3 separate regions of the Mus musculus genome follow, and regions 1 and 2 are each linked to region 3. A link is a contact called in public Hi-C data. All regions are on one chromosome and are shown on one strand. Each heading gives the region's core, a stretch centred on a gene start, on an enhancer-like site or on the middle of the called end of the contact. The rest is flanking DNA. Distances are from core to core; before and after follow the strand shown.

The links. A called contact is a pair of places that touch in the nucleus more often than the background predicts.
Region 1: a contact with region 3 is called in a Hi-C map of cerebral cortex, with 2.8 times the contacts expected there. The contact joins the enhancer-like site here to the promoter of Dok5 in region 3. A contact is called at or near these places in 1 of 39 promoter capture datasets (hippocampal neurons), 3 of 484 Hi-C or Micro-C datasets (brain, cerebellar granule neurons and cerebral cortex), 3 of 115 datasets of contacts at active chromatin or transcription factors (embryonic stem cells, forebrain and neural progenitor cells) and 1 of 9 other capture datasets (pancreatic islet).
Region 2: a contact with region 3 is called in a Hi-C map of cortical neurons, with 2.4 times the contacts expected there. The contact joins the enhancer-like site here to the promoter of Dok5 in region 3. A contact is called at or near these places in 1 of 39 promoter capture datasets (hippocampal neurons), 6 of 484 Hi-C or Micro-C datasets (brain, cerebellar granule neurons, cerebral cortex and 3 more), 9 of 115 datasets of contacts at active chromatin or transcription factors (astrocytes, embryonic basal ganglia, embryonic forebrain and 5 more) and 1 of 9 other capture datasets (adipose tissue).

Annotation. Positions count from the first base shown.
Region 1 is chr2:170,808,877-170,812,810 of GRCm38.p6, reverse strand. All of the region lies in intron 2 of Dok5 (docking protein 5), which reads right to left. Among named protein-coding and RNA genes, the nearest start is that of Gm35033, 35 kb to the right of the region's middle. Within about 2 kb of position 1,255, at least 11 of the 459 cell types and tissues checked have an H3K27ac peak or open chromatin away from gene starts, as enhancers often do. A contact at or near this core is called in cerebellar granule neurons and cerebral cortex, where this site is marked.
Region 2 is chr2:170,829,694-170,833,435 of GRCm38.p6, reverse strand. It overlaps Dok5 (docking protein 5), which reads right to left. Exons shown (of 8, transcript NM_029761.4): 3 at 3,482-3,596; 4 at 3,248-3,367; 5 at 365-554. Among named protein-coding and RNA genes, the nearest start is that of Gm35033, 56 kb to the right of the region's middle. Within about 2 kb of position 2,470, at least 8 of the 459 cell types and tissues checked have an H3K27ac peak or open chromatin away from gene starts, as enhancers often do. A contact at or near this core is called in cortical neurons and forebrain, where this site is marked.
Region 3 is chr2:170,730,100-170,733,612 of GRCm38.p6, reverse strand. It overlaps Dok5 (docking protein 5), which reads right to left and starts at 1,806. Exons shown (of 8, transcript NM_029761.4): 1 at 1,425-1,806. The coding sequence starts at 1,490.

The DNA.
Region 1 (3,934 bases), core at 6-2,505, 80 kb before region 3:
TCTGCTCCTTTAACCCCACTGCCATACTGCACTAGGTTAAATCCTGTGTCTGTGATCACTTCATCTAGATGAGCACTAAACCAATGTACTCTTTCTGCTTTTGGTTAAGTCAGTGTGGAAACACGGACCCCAACTATTGCTAGGCTCACTGGTAAGTCTTTTTTTTTTAATTTCAAAGCATACATAGCTAAAGAATTTGATCAATGAGCAAGACCCACTGTCTGTGTGTACACTGGCATAAATGCCCATCACAAAATCTTCTCTACACATGGGCATCCTCCTTGGGCTATTGCCGGCATATCCTCAGGTGATATGTGTGAGAGGATGTTCCCTATCCAATTACATTAAAGTGTTAGTGCAGCAGGAGCCCTGTGATTGGATAGGGAAAAGGGAGGCAGAACAAGGAGCTGCAGGGACAGAGAGTGACTCAGAAGAGAAAGAAGGAGACGCCAAGATGGAGGCAGACGGACAGGAAGAAGATCCTGATCCCTCGTGGTTTTAAATAGCCACAGGTGGTTACGAATATCATATAGGGATAGAATGATTGGGATAACTTGTCTGATCTAGGTGGGCAGCTTGTATCATTATCAATTGGCTCTGAAATCATTGTGTGGGCATCTTGTGAACTGAGACTGTATTGATATATAAATCTGACTTGTTAATTATAAGCTTCTAGAGTTTTGGGTTACTGGAAGGTGGGACCACTGACCGCAGGGGTTTATGGCTGAGAAGGAACTAGCAGCTCCAGAGACGAATGAACCAGAGCTGGGCAGACTGTGATCGGTAGCTGTGAGGACTAACAAGAGCCAGAGCCAGAAGGACCACGCTGGGGTAGAGAGGTGCTGGCAGTAGTGCAGGAAGCCTGCCAGCCTTTCTTTAATATTTCCTGCAACAGATATGTGTGTGTATGTGATTGTATATGTGTATGTGTATGTGTACGTGTATATGTACACAGGTAGCCTGCTGAGGATGAGGGGTGGGGCATGTTTATGGACTCCAAGTCACCATATGTCTGTTTTGGGCATCCCAGCAAACACAGCCCAAGCTAATCACAAGCACATGACCTTCTGTTTAGGACACAATGAGACGTGGGCACAGGAGGACAGGGGCATTCCTTTAGCTCACACTTTTGACGAGATAGAAATGGACAATGCTCTGCTTCTCAAACCATTGGATAACTCCTGTCCTCCATCATGACCAGGCTCTGAAGTTCACGCCTACATCACAGCATCTTCCCTTCAACAGACGCTGGGCAGATGGTGTGGGCGGGCCAGCTCGCCTTTTCTGAAGCAATGTAGGAGATAACAGAAGGCAGCCTCGTCAGGGGCATGCTTTCTGGCTCCAGTGTCTGATCGTGTTGGAAGGTACTGCCTGGAAGGCAGTCTGGGAAAAAAAAAAATCTTTCAGGATAGAGCCCCACCGCAGATTTTCCTCCCACTCTTCCATTTCTCTCAGAGAAATGGCTCACCTTCCTCTGCTGCAAGTGACAAAGCTGCCCCTGAAGAATGTCTAGTTGAACAGTCCTTGGAAATTCCGGGACACTCTTAGACACCTCTACAACCTGGACATATTGTCCTTATGACATTTGCAGAGGTCACTGGATGGGAGAGACCTAGCTCTAGCTGCGTGAAGTCAACCATAATGGGTGTCACCATTTGAAAAACATAACCTTGTCTTGAGAGCCCTCTGGGCCTGCTCTCAGTCACAGGGCCTTTAACGATGCACCCTTTGCTTTTGTTCGCTGTTCACTTGGAAGCCACGCTCAGTCCCGTGCCCCAACAGTCTCCCGTGCCCCCTTCATGTGTACACAGCGTCTGTCCAATGTATACACCACCACTGACTGCTCCATTTAAATCCGTGGTCCTCCTCTCCCGCCCTTACATCCTTTCTCCTCATCCCGTCCTTCTGGCATCAACCGTGGACACCAACACTGGAGGTAGGTATCTCTTGGCATCTTTTTCTTCCTCACTACAAGCAGGGAGTCACTGACTCGGTTCTTCACTGTGTCACCAGTGCTGAGAACTGTGACCTACAAGAATCAGAGCATTCTTAAGGATTTGTTAAACAAAAGCTCAGACTCCTGGGGTGGAAGGTCACTGCCATCAGATCCACGGGCCCAAGCAGAATGATGGACGTCTATCTCCACGGCGTGCTAAAGGCTGGACTATTCCTAACTGGTGGCAGGGACAATGGACTGGAATCCAGCAGGTATGTTCCCAAGAAATACACAGATCAAGTCTACATGAATGAAAGGCAGGACTCTAACCCACAAAGATCCAAAGCTCCTGGAGTAAGAAAGGGACTCTCAGCCTTGTCTGGGGACATCTGCAGAGTTCCCTGTAACAGACAATAGAGTGAGGTCATAATTACAACACCTGTGACCAACATTTATCTAGTTCCCGATTAACATGCCAAGTATTGAGTTATAACTACTTCAGAGCAATTATAGTCTTCTATTTTTTCATGACATTTATATTGACTATATGAGAAAGTTGAGCCCTGGGGGTTTTAACTTGTCCCACAAATGGTAAAGAGCAGAGGCAGAAATACAACCACAGACATGTAGGGTACTCTACTAAGCCTGCCAACACCAATGAATGAATGAATGCAAGGAGCAAGGAGTCCTGCACTCTTCAGTTAGGACTGGGCGTCCCCACTGTGGGTTTCAAGGATACGCAGGGGTTTACAGGGTGAAGAAAACAAATATATTTCCAAGAAAAATAAATGACTTGGTCATGGACTGTATGTAACCTATAAGCTAAAGTAAAGCTTTTGGACAGCATTTTATCACATCATTGGAAAACAAGTGTGTGTGTGTGTGTGTGTGTGTGTGTGTGTGTGTGTGTGTGTGTGTGTGTGTGTGGTGTGTTTGTGTGTGTTTGTGTGTATGTGTGTGTGGTATATGTGTGTGGTGTGCGTATATGTTTCTGTGTGTCTGTTTGTGTGTGGTGTATGTGTTCAATATGTGTGTGTATGTGTGTGTATGTATATATGTATGTATGTATGCATTATGCATGTATCTATGTGTGTGGTATATGTGTGTGTGGTATGTATGTATGTATGTATGTTTGTATCTCTGTGTGTGGTGTATTGTGGGGTATGCGTATGTATTTATGTATCTCTGTGAGTGGGTTATGTGTATGTATGTATAAGTGTATGTATGTATATATGTATGTATGTATCTCTGTGTGTGGTGTATTGTGGGGTATGCGTATGTATTTATGTATCTCTGTGAGTGGGGTATGTGTATGTATGTATATATGTATGTATGTATCTCTCTGTGTGTTGCATTGGTTACTATGTGGTCCATGTGTTCCCAGTACAATGGGTCATTAGGATCACTGGAATCTTGAGATAAATGGCACCAAGTGGGAGCGGTGTGTAGCTGACAAGATCATTTATTGTAGCTTCGACCTTAGGGAGGCCAGGAATTAGAACAAAGGACAAGAAATGGGGTCAGGAGAGCCCAGCAGTCAACCGGCCAATGAGTGATGGTTAAGTTCTCCCCTTGGGTTAGAGAAAGTCTAAGACAAAGTCAGGAAAGACTTAAGAACTCAGTAATTACTATACACATTACCATGGGCCCGTGGAAAGAAATACCAAATTTCTGATAAGTCTTTAAGTATGCCACCCAATTTAAAACTACTTAAAATAGGCTACAAATTAATTTGTCTGTTTCAGAGTTACATGCCAGATGTCTTACTTGTCATAAATGATAGTATTTGCTGAAATAAATGTTTAACAAGCAGCAATTAGCAAAGTGGCCATACTTTAAAAGTTTAATTTGCTGTTAAGAGGTTTTGGCAATAACAACTTGGAAAACAATCTCGAACTACACAATTCAATTTTCCAAATGGATTATCTTGCAGCTAGATGAAGAAACGGTTGAAATTTCATCTAGAGTTTCAAGGGGAGACTCACTCAATTGGATGTT
Region 2 (3,742 bases), core at 1,221-3,720, 99 kb before region 3:
TATGATCTATCCTGTTAGTTCCCATAGAGAACTATTGTATTACAACCAGGAGATGTGCAAACAGCAGGAAGCTGGCCTCTAGTTAGCTTATCCCAGTCCGTGCGTGGTACAGTTTACCAGCTCAGCCTCAGTTTGTGGGATGCCATCAAATGGAGTAATGAAATTTGTGTCATATCTTTGAAGAGTTAGAACCCTCCCTAGGAATGAAGGGATGTCGGGGTGCCTGAACATTGTACTATAATCTTGCCATAAAACATCGGTTTATGAACTTCCCAAAGTATTCTTCTGGCCCATTTGCCATGATCTGAACCTGGAGGAGGTAAGCAAACACCGGGAAAGGATGTAACAAAAGCCACAAACTCACCTCCCTGCCTCAAAAGTGAACCACGTGGTGTCTCGTCCATAACGCCGCAGGGCACTTAGCGGCCAAGAGATGAGTTTAACTCTGGGATTCTGGACGTCCCAAAGACAGATGTACTCATATGTAATCTGCAAGGCACATTCGCCATGTACATCTAAGTTAGGAGATGGCATCAAATACACATTGAACCTCTCTGGGAGAAAAACAAAACGTTAGTCTAAAATCCCCAGAAATGAAAGAGCAAAGACATCGCAGGAACACAAAAAGCATTAACAAATATGTACATGCTAGGGGTTGGTGGAGTGTTCAGGAAGATAAACGTTATAAATGAACTGTCGCAGAAAAAAATGAGTTTTTAAATGCAGGTGCTGTTACACAGCATAATGATACACTCTGGGTGTCAACCCACACTAAGCACTATTTACACGAACAAAGATCATCTGTAGACCTTTTCAATTTGCATCGTGGGAAAAAAAAATGTACGCCAATAAAAGATCAGAGCCATGAAACCGCTAAAAGCAATTTTTCCCCTGCAGAGCACACATTAATTACACCTACACTTTCATATTCACAAAAGATACAGTGTAGAAGGCTGTATCTGTGATTTGTGGTCCTAAAGTAACACTGGTCAGCTTACAGTTCTACCATCGGCTCAGTAAAATTATTTAAACCACGCTCCACAGTAACAGCGTGCAATTGTGACGATGTCAAAGGGATATTCTTCGAGTTTGAACAAAGAACTTTCCTTAGTCAACGCTGCAAAAAAAGATAGCCCTCTGCCTCCTGGGTGACTGTTGAAAATGTCACCGAGACTGTGATAACTAACTTAGCTGGTGGCTGTAAACAAGAGCTCACCTGCAGGCAGTTACACTGCTTTTATTACTGCTATTTAGAAAAGTCAGTAACATAAAAAGTTACAGAGTCAAAAACCTCTAAATGAAACGTGAACAAAAATGCTACAGCACCTGCAAGCACAATTCTATCCATCCATCCTAGAGCAGATCCCAGATGGCTGACAGGATAGTGTGATGCTAACAGTTTTATATTAGGAATGTTCAAAATTAGCTATTCTATAATAGGAGGGATCATCCAAATCTATCTATTTTATCTGAAGTTGGTAAATAGCAATATCAAGATTGTGTTCATGAATGGGCTTAGTCACCTGCTATTTAAGCTTATAAATTTATTTTAAACTATCAATAGCCAAACGTTGAGGGATTTCTAGAAACTATCATGAAACACATTATGTCCCCTGAGAGTTCTGGGCCCATGACTTTAAAATTGTCTTCAGTATGTCATAGGTAAAGGGGGGGGGGTCATTGTTAATGGATTCTCTTAGAGGCAAATTGATTTGCTATAAGATAAATTAGTGGGGTTTGCGGGAGAGAGATCAGTGGGAGAGTGCTTGCCCAGCATGCTTTTGGTGAGAAACCATTTTAATTGTACTTATTTGAACCCCTACAAAATAAGACTATATAAAATACTTTCAAAGAAATACTGGAGTTCTGTAAGAACCCATAATGAGAGTAACCCCAAGCCTACCAAAATGGCAGCATAAAAGGAAACCTTAGGCATGGTTTTTAATTTGAATTTTAGCACTGTGCATTTCTACTATGCCGCAGGCAGAAATGTCTGAAAGCTATGTGCTGACCTGGCCATTCTAGAGAACATAACAATTGAGCCCTACCATGCTAACAAAGCCCAGGACTGTGTCCCCAGCACCCTGGCTAGCTCCCCTTTGTCCAACATTACACTGACTGACTGAACCACAGAAGTAAGGTCTGGGGGGGGGGGGGGGGAGAGGTGAATTGCCATGGGAAGTGACTTCCCCTCTCTGTGGCCCTAGTTCCCAATCTGGCAAGAGGCAACTCTGCTCAAGCTAACACTTCCAGGTCTTGATGAACAACAGCTGTGCGGCCACAGATTGTGGTAGGGACAGTACATTCAGGGTGGGCAAAGACTGTAAATGTGTCATGAGGACACAGCACTGCTTGGGAGGGAGGGAGCACAGTTTTAACTAACAACTGGAGTGGGCATGGAGACCACCAATGCAATTCCACCTGAGTCATGTCTGCCATCCATCCAGGTGACCCAGAGCCCCCGCCACTCTGACAAGAGCTCGTAGATCAAGGCAGGCTTTGAAGCAGACCCGTGGCATCCAATCCCCCAGCCACTAGGCTGAGCTATTTGGAGATGAAGCAATTATTCTAGGCTCAGACTATGAATGAACATTGATTTTTGCTAAAGTGTTCATGAATATTTTGGTCATGATTATTTTAAAAGATTTATTCCTCGATGCTGTGTTGAGCTGAGTTGGCTCAGGGGTTGAATTTTACTTTTAAATCACCGTTTTTAAGTGGGTTTAAACTTGATGAAATATTCAGGGTTGGGGTTAAATTCTATTAAGAACATTGGACAGTGTTCAAACATACTTTAAGTGAAACAGCAAGGTGAAAATTATCACACTTTGAAGTCTGATCGTAGTAAATAGAGGCCTACGATCATAGTCTAGTTTCAAATGCCCATAGTACGTTTGGAACAAGGTGTTTACCTCATCTACAAAATGAGGGGGAGTCCTACCATCTCTAGGGTGGGACTTCTGTGCAAATGTAACAGTTGGATATTCATAAGCATCTTCCATTCCGTTGGCACACCTTGTGATCCTCAACATTTCTGACTGAAACCATTAATGTTGATTTTTTTCTACTATAGATTACAGAACGTTTGAGGAAAGCATTCACTGCGTCATTTACATAGACTGCTATTATAACTTCTTCATACATATTTATAACTCAGAATGTATAGGATGAGGACGCCTTGTGTGTCATCATACGGGAGCAAAACAGTTTAGGAGAGAGATGGGCGGCGCAAACTTGGCATACATACCGCTCTGCTCGCGTTCCACCCCGGTAGCCAATAAATCAGGCTCTCCGAGGCTGATGTCATTGATTCTGGTCCCCACACACTCCATCTGGAGAACTTTGCACCATTCGTCTGCCTCAAGATCTGTGGAAATGGCGAGAACAAAAAAACAAAGACCCCACAAAGATCTATTATCCTCTATGCCCGGTACTCAATGATAAAAGCCAAAGACCCCAACCCCACTGGCCTCAAACAAACCTGATTCACAGGCAAAGGTCTTCGAGGTGTCATCATTGAAATAAATCCCTATAGCATGTTTCTTGGTGCTCTTTGGCAATCGGGCTACATTTTTCACATTGTTGAGTTCTGTAACCTGAAAAAAAAAATAAATAACGAGTTGAAAGTCTGGTCACGTGCCCTCCGTGAACACTTCCCACCCACATGAGCGCAATCACCTGTGAGCCCAGCATTACAGAACAGATCTGCAGCTATGAAGACTAATCATGGCTTGGGAGGATG
Region 3 (3,513 bases), core at 557-3,056:
AGTTTTGATACGTTCTCCTTCTCTGTGTTTACAACAGTCACAGACAAGAGAACTTGACTGTTCAAACATAGTAACCAGCCGCAGGGAGATAGCAAAGAGAGAAATAGGCCAAAGGAAGCAAGCAAGAGTTTTATAACAATCCAGGCTGTTTCTCCCCAGCAGACATCCCTCTCTAGCGACAGTTACTACTGAGAAATTTCTTTTATTCCCAGTCAAATTAAAGGCACATTTAGAAGAAGAAGAAGAAGAAGAAGAAGAAGAAGAAGAAGAAGAAGAAGAAGAAGAAGAAGAAGAAGAAGAAGAAGAAGAAGAAGAAGAAGAAGCCGCCGCCAGAGACCATATAAAAGACTGGTAGCAGATACAATGTATTTGTGGACAAAAATACTCATTGGATCACTCAGCCTAATGGAGACATTGACATTCTCACCAACACTAGCTTTCCTTGCTAAGTAAACTTACATCTCAGCTCTGCCTCACCACCACCACCCCCACCCCCGCCCCCGCCCCCAGCCTCTGACAAACACAAACCAACAAAAACAGCCAAGGTATTAGACACATGGCAAGAAGAAGTGGGGTGGGCTGAAATACACACACACACATTCATATTCATATATATGTATACATATATTCATATACATATATGTGCATACATACTCCAATGTCCACCCCTCCCTAAAGACTGTACTGTCTCTTAAAACCCAAAGAAAGGCAGGATGGTTCTCTCCTGAAGTGCCCCCAACAAGAGAAAAGCAAACAGCCTTAAGATGGGAGCCATTGGGATTCATTCATTCTTTCAGCTCATATTCCAGGAGCTTTACGCAGGCACCATGCTCCACAAGAAATGTGGATCTGATCGCCCAGTCGGACTCAGAAGGTGGAGTCTAAAAAACAGAAACCCACTGCCCAGGCTCAAGAGTAAGGAAGTTCCGATCTGGGGTTCTACCAGGGAGTTGGCCCTGCCTGAGGCCAGCTCTCTCCTCCTCTGCCAACACCTGAGCCGCAGAGCAGAGTCCCTGGGGCCAGATAGTCACTGACCTTGATCCCCACTCAGAATATCTGCCCTGTGTCCTGGCCTCCATCCATCCCCTGGAAAAGTTAAGTTGGCGCGAGTGGGATGCCGGCCGGGGACATCCGGCAGGCTCAGCACCATGCCATGCTTTCCAGATTCAGCACCCATGGCTACCGGGAAATATTTATTCCGAGTCAATGGGCTCCAGTAGCCACCGCCAGAAAGTCAAGCCATCCGAGAGATAAAGATAGCTCCATGACATACTGGATGCTGGCGTTAGCGCCGCAGCCGCGGTAGCCTGGGATGTGGGCTGCGAGAGCCACCAAGCAAATCTCCAGCGCCAGGAACCGGGATGCTGGCCGCAGACACAGACCCTGAAGTCGTGAACAAGGATCACAGAAAGGATGATACGTACCCCTAGGCGTCTGCTCCGGATCCTCACGTACCCCTGCTTCACTATGTCATTAAAATTGGAAGCCATCCCAGACAGACAGTGACCCTGCTGCCCCCAGCGTGCGCTCGGCACCCTGAGTGGCTTCGAGGAGGGATGTGGGGAGGAGGGTCAGGACAGAGACTGAGGGAGTGAAAGTTAACAAGGTGATGCGGTGAAACCAGGCGTCAGAAGGCGCACATCGCTTCCCCTGTCTCCCCAAAGCCTGAAAGTGGGCGGCCCGCCGGCGCCCAGCAGCCACTTTGGGGGAGAGCGGCGGGGAGGCGAGACTGGAGCGCGGCGTCAGCTGACTGGGCGGCAGCCTGCCAGGAGGAGGAGCCGCTCCAGCTCCCAGGAGGAGGAGAAGGACCAGAACAGAGGAGCAAAGAGAGGAAGGAGGAAGCAGAGATGGCCCAGAAGGAGGAGCGCACGGATCCCCTCCCCCGGCCTCCGCCCACCTGGCCCCCAGCCGCCCTGATCCCACCTCCTCTCCCCAGGGGCGGCTGCGCGTCCCTGCGCATAGCAGACATCCACGAAGCTCCAGCTCCTGCCTGTCGTTTAGAGAGAAGGACATCGGACTCTTTTTTTTTAAAAAAAACAGCTGTGTGTGCCCCAACCCATCCCTTCAGCCCCATCATTTTCACATAAGAGCTAATTAAGGGTGTGTCTGTGTCGAGGGAGACTGAGCTGTGTGGTTTACTTGTGACCTCTACATATAAAGGGAAAGCCATCTCCATCCCCATGGCTTATGCTCAGCTCTTCCATGAGGACTCCCTGCTGTGAAGCTCGAGGCTTGTATCATTGTCCCTTTTCTGGTTTGAGCCTGTCTTCCCAGTAAGACTGTAAGTTTCTCCGGAGCTGATTCTTGGTCTGTCACTGCTTTGTCCTCAACCACCACCACCCCCAACCCCCGCTCTATATAGATGATCAATAAATCTCAGGACTTTGTCAGTAGCAACTTGTACCGGGCATCCTTTGTACGCATTGACTTTGTTCAGCTCCCCTGCGCCCATAGAGGTGTGGCCTCTTTGTGTAATTACCAGGTTCCCACGTAAACCTTCATAACCTGACAAGATAGCCGCCCCTGGCAAACATTGTGCTCCGCCTTCCTTTAGCAAACTTAAGTTGATCACCGCTGATACTCTCTTAACATCGTCTTTCCCGGCTTTGCTACGGGAAGAGTGATGGTGATTTTAGCATCTAGGTTTTACAGAATCCGAAGCTGAGAAGAGGCAGTCCCTGGGGACTTGCCCACCATCCCACAGCTGGCCAGCACAGGGCCAGGACAACGGGATGAGGCTGCTGAAGGGACGATGTTGGGCTGACGTCATAAGCACAAGGTTGCTTCTTGATCTCCAACGTAGGTCTTGGTCTCCCTTTACTCAACAGCTAGACCATTCTTGGTCACCAGAGGTGACCTCAGTCAGAGCTAATGAGCTGGGCGACCTTCAGTGAGAGTCACAGAGGACGAGTCATCTATTTCACAGGTCCTGAGATCTGATGACATTGAGTTCCCCTCATCTCTAATATCATACAGGACTTCCTTTGTCTGTGGGAACTCTCACTTTAGTCATCCTGGCTTGATGGGTATTAGTCAGTCAAAGAAGAGAAATCACCCAAGAATGTGTCATAGAATTGAGGCTAAATTGGGACAACCAGAAAACAGAGGTGCCCATGAGGAGAACTCTTTGCTATATTGTAAACCATCTGCTCTGTCTTCGTGTTTCTGTTCTATGAAAAATGATGTTGTAAGTGTCCGCCTTTTGCCCAAAGAGGAGAAAATGAAGTCATTTGGAAGGCTGCTTTGGAAGAGCTAGCACTATTAACCGACCCTGCCCATGGCGACCGTGAAGCGGAGGTGTCTGTGAACGACACCTGTCCAGCACTTCATTTGTACACCAATTACAGTGTCACAGGAACAGAAAATGAATCGATTGCATAAGAAGCTAGAAGTGGGTGGCTGGCCCATAGTAACAGAAATCATAGATGAGGGGGGAAATGGGTTTGGAAATAATGATGATGAAATCACACTAGAAAATGCCAGCTGGGAAGAAACAAATATTTTTTTCAAGTG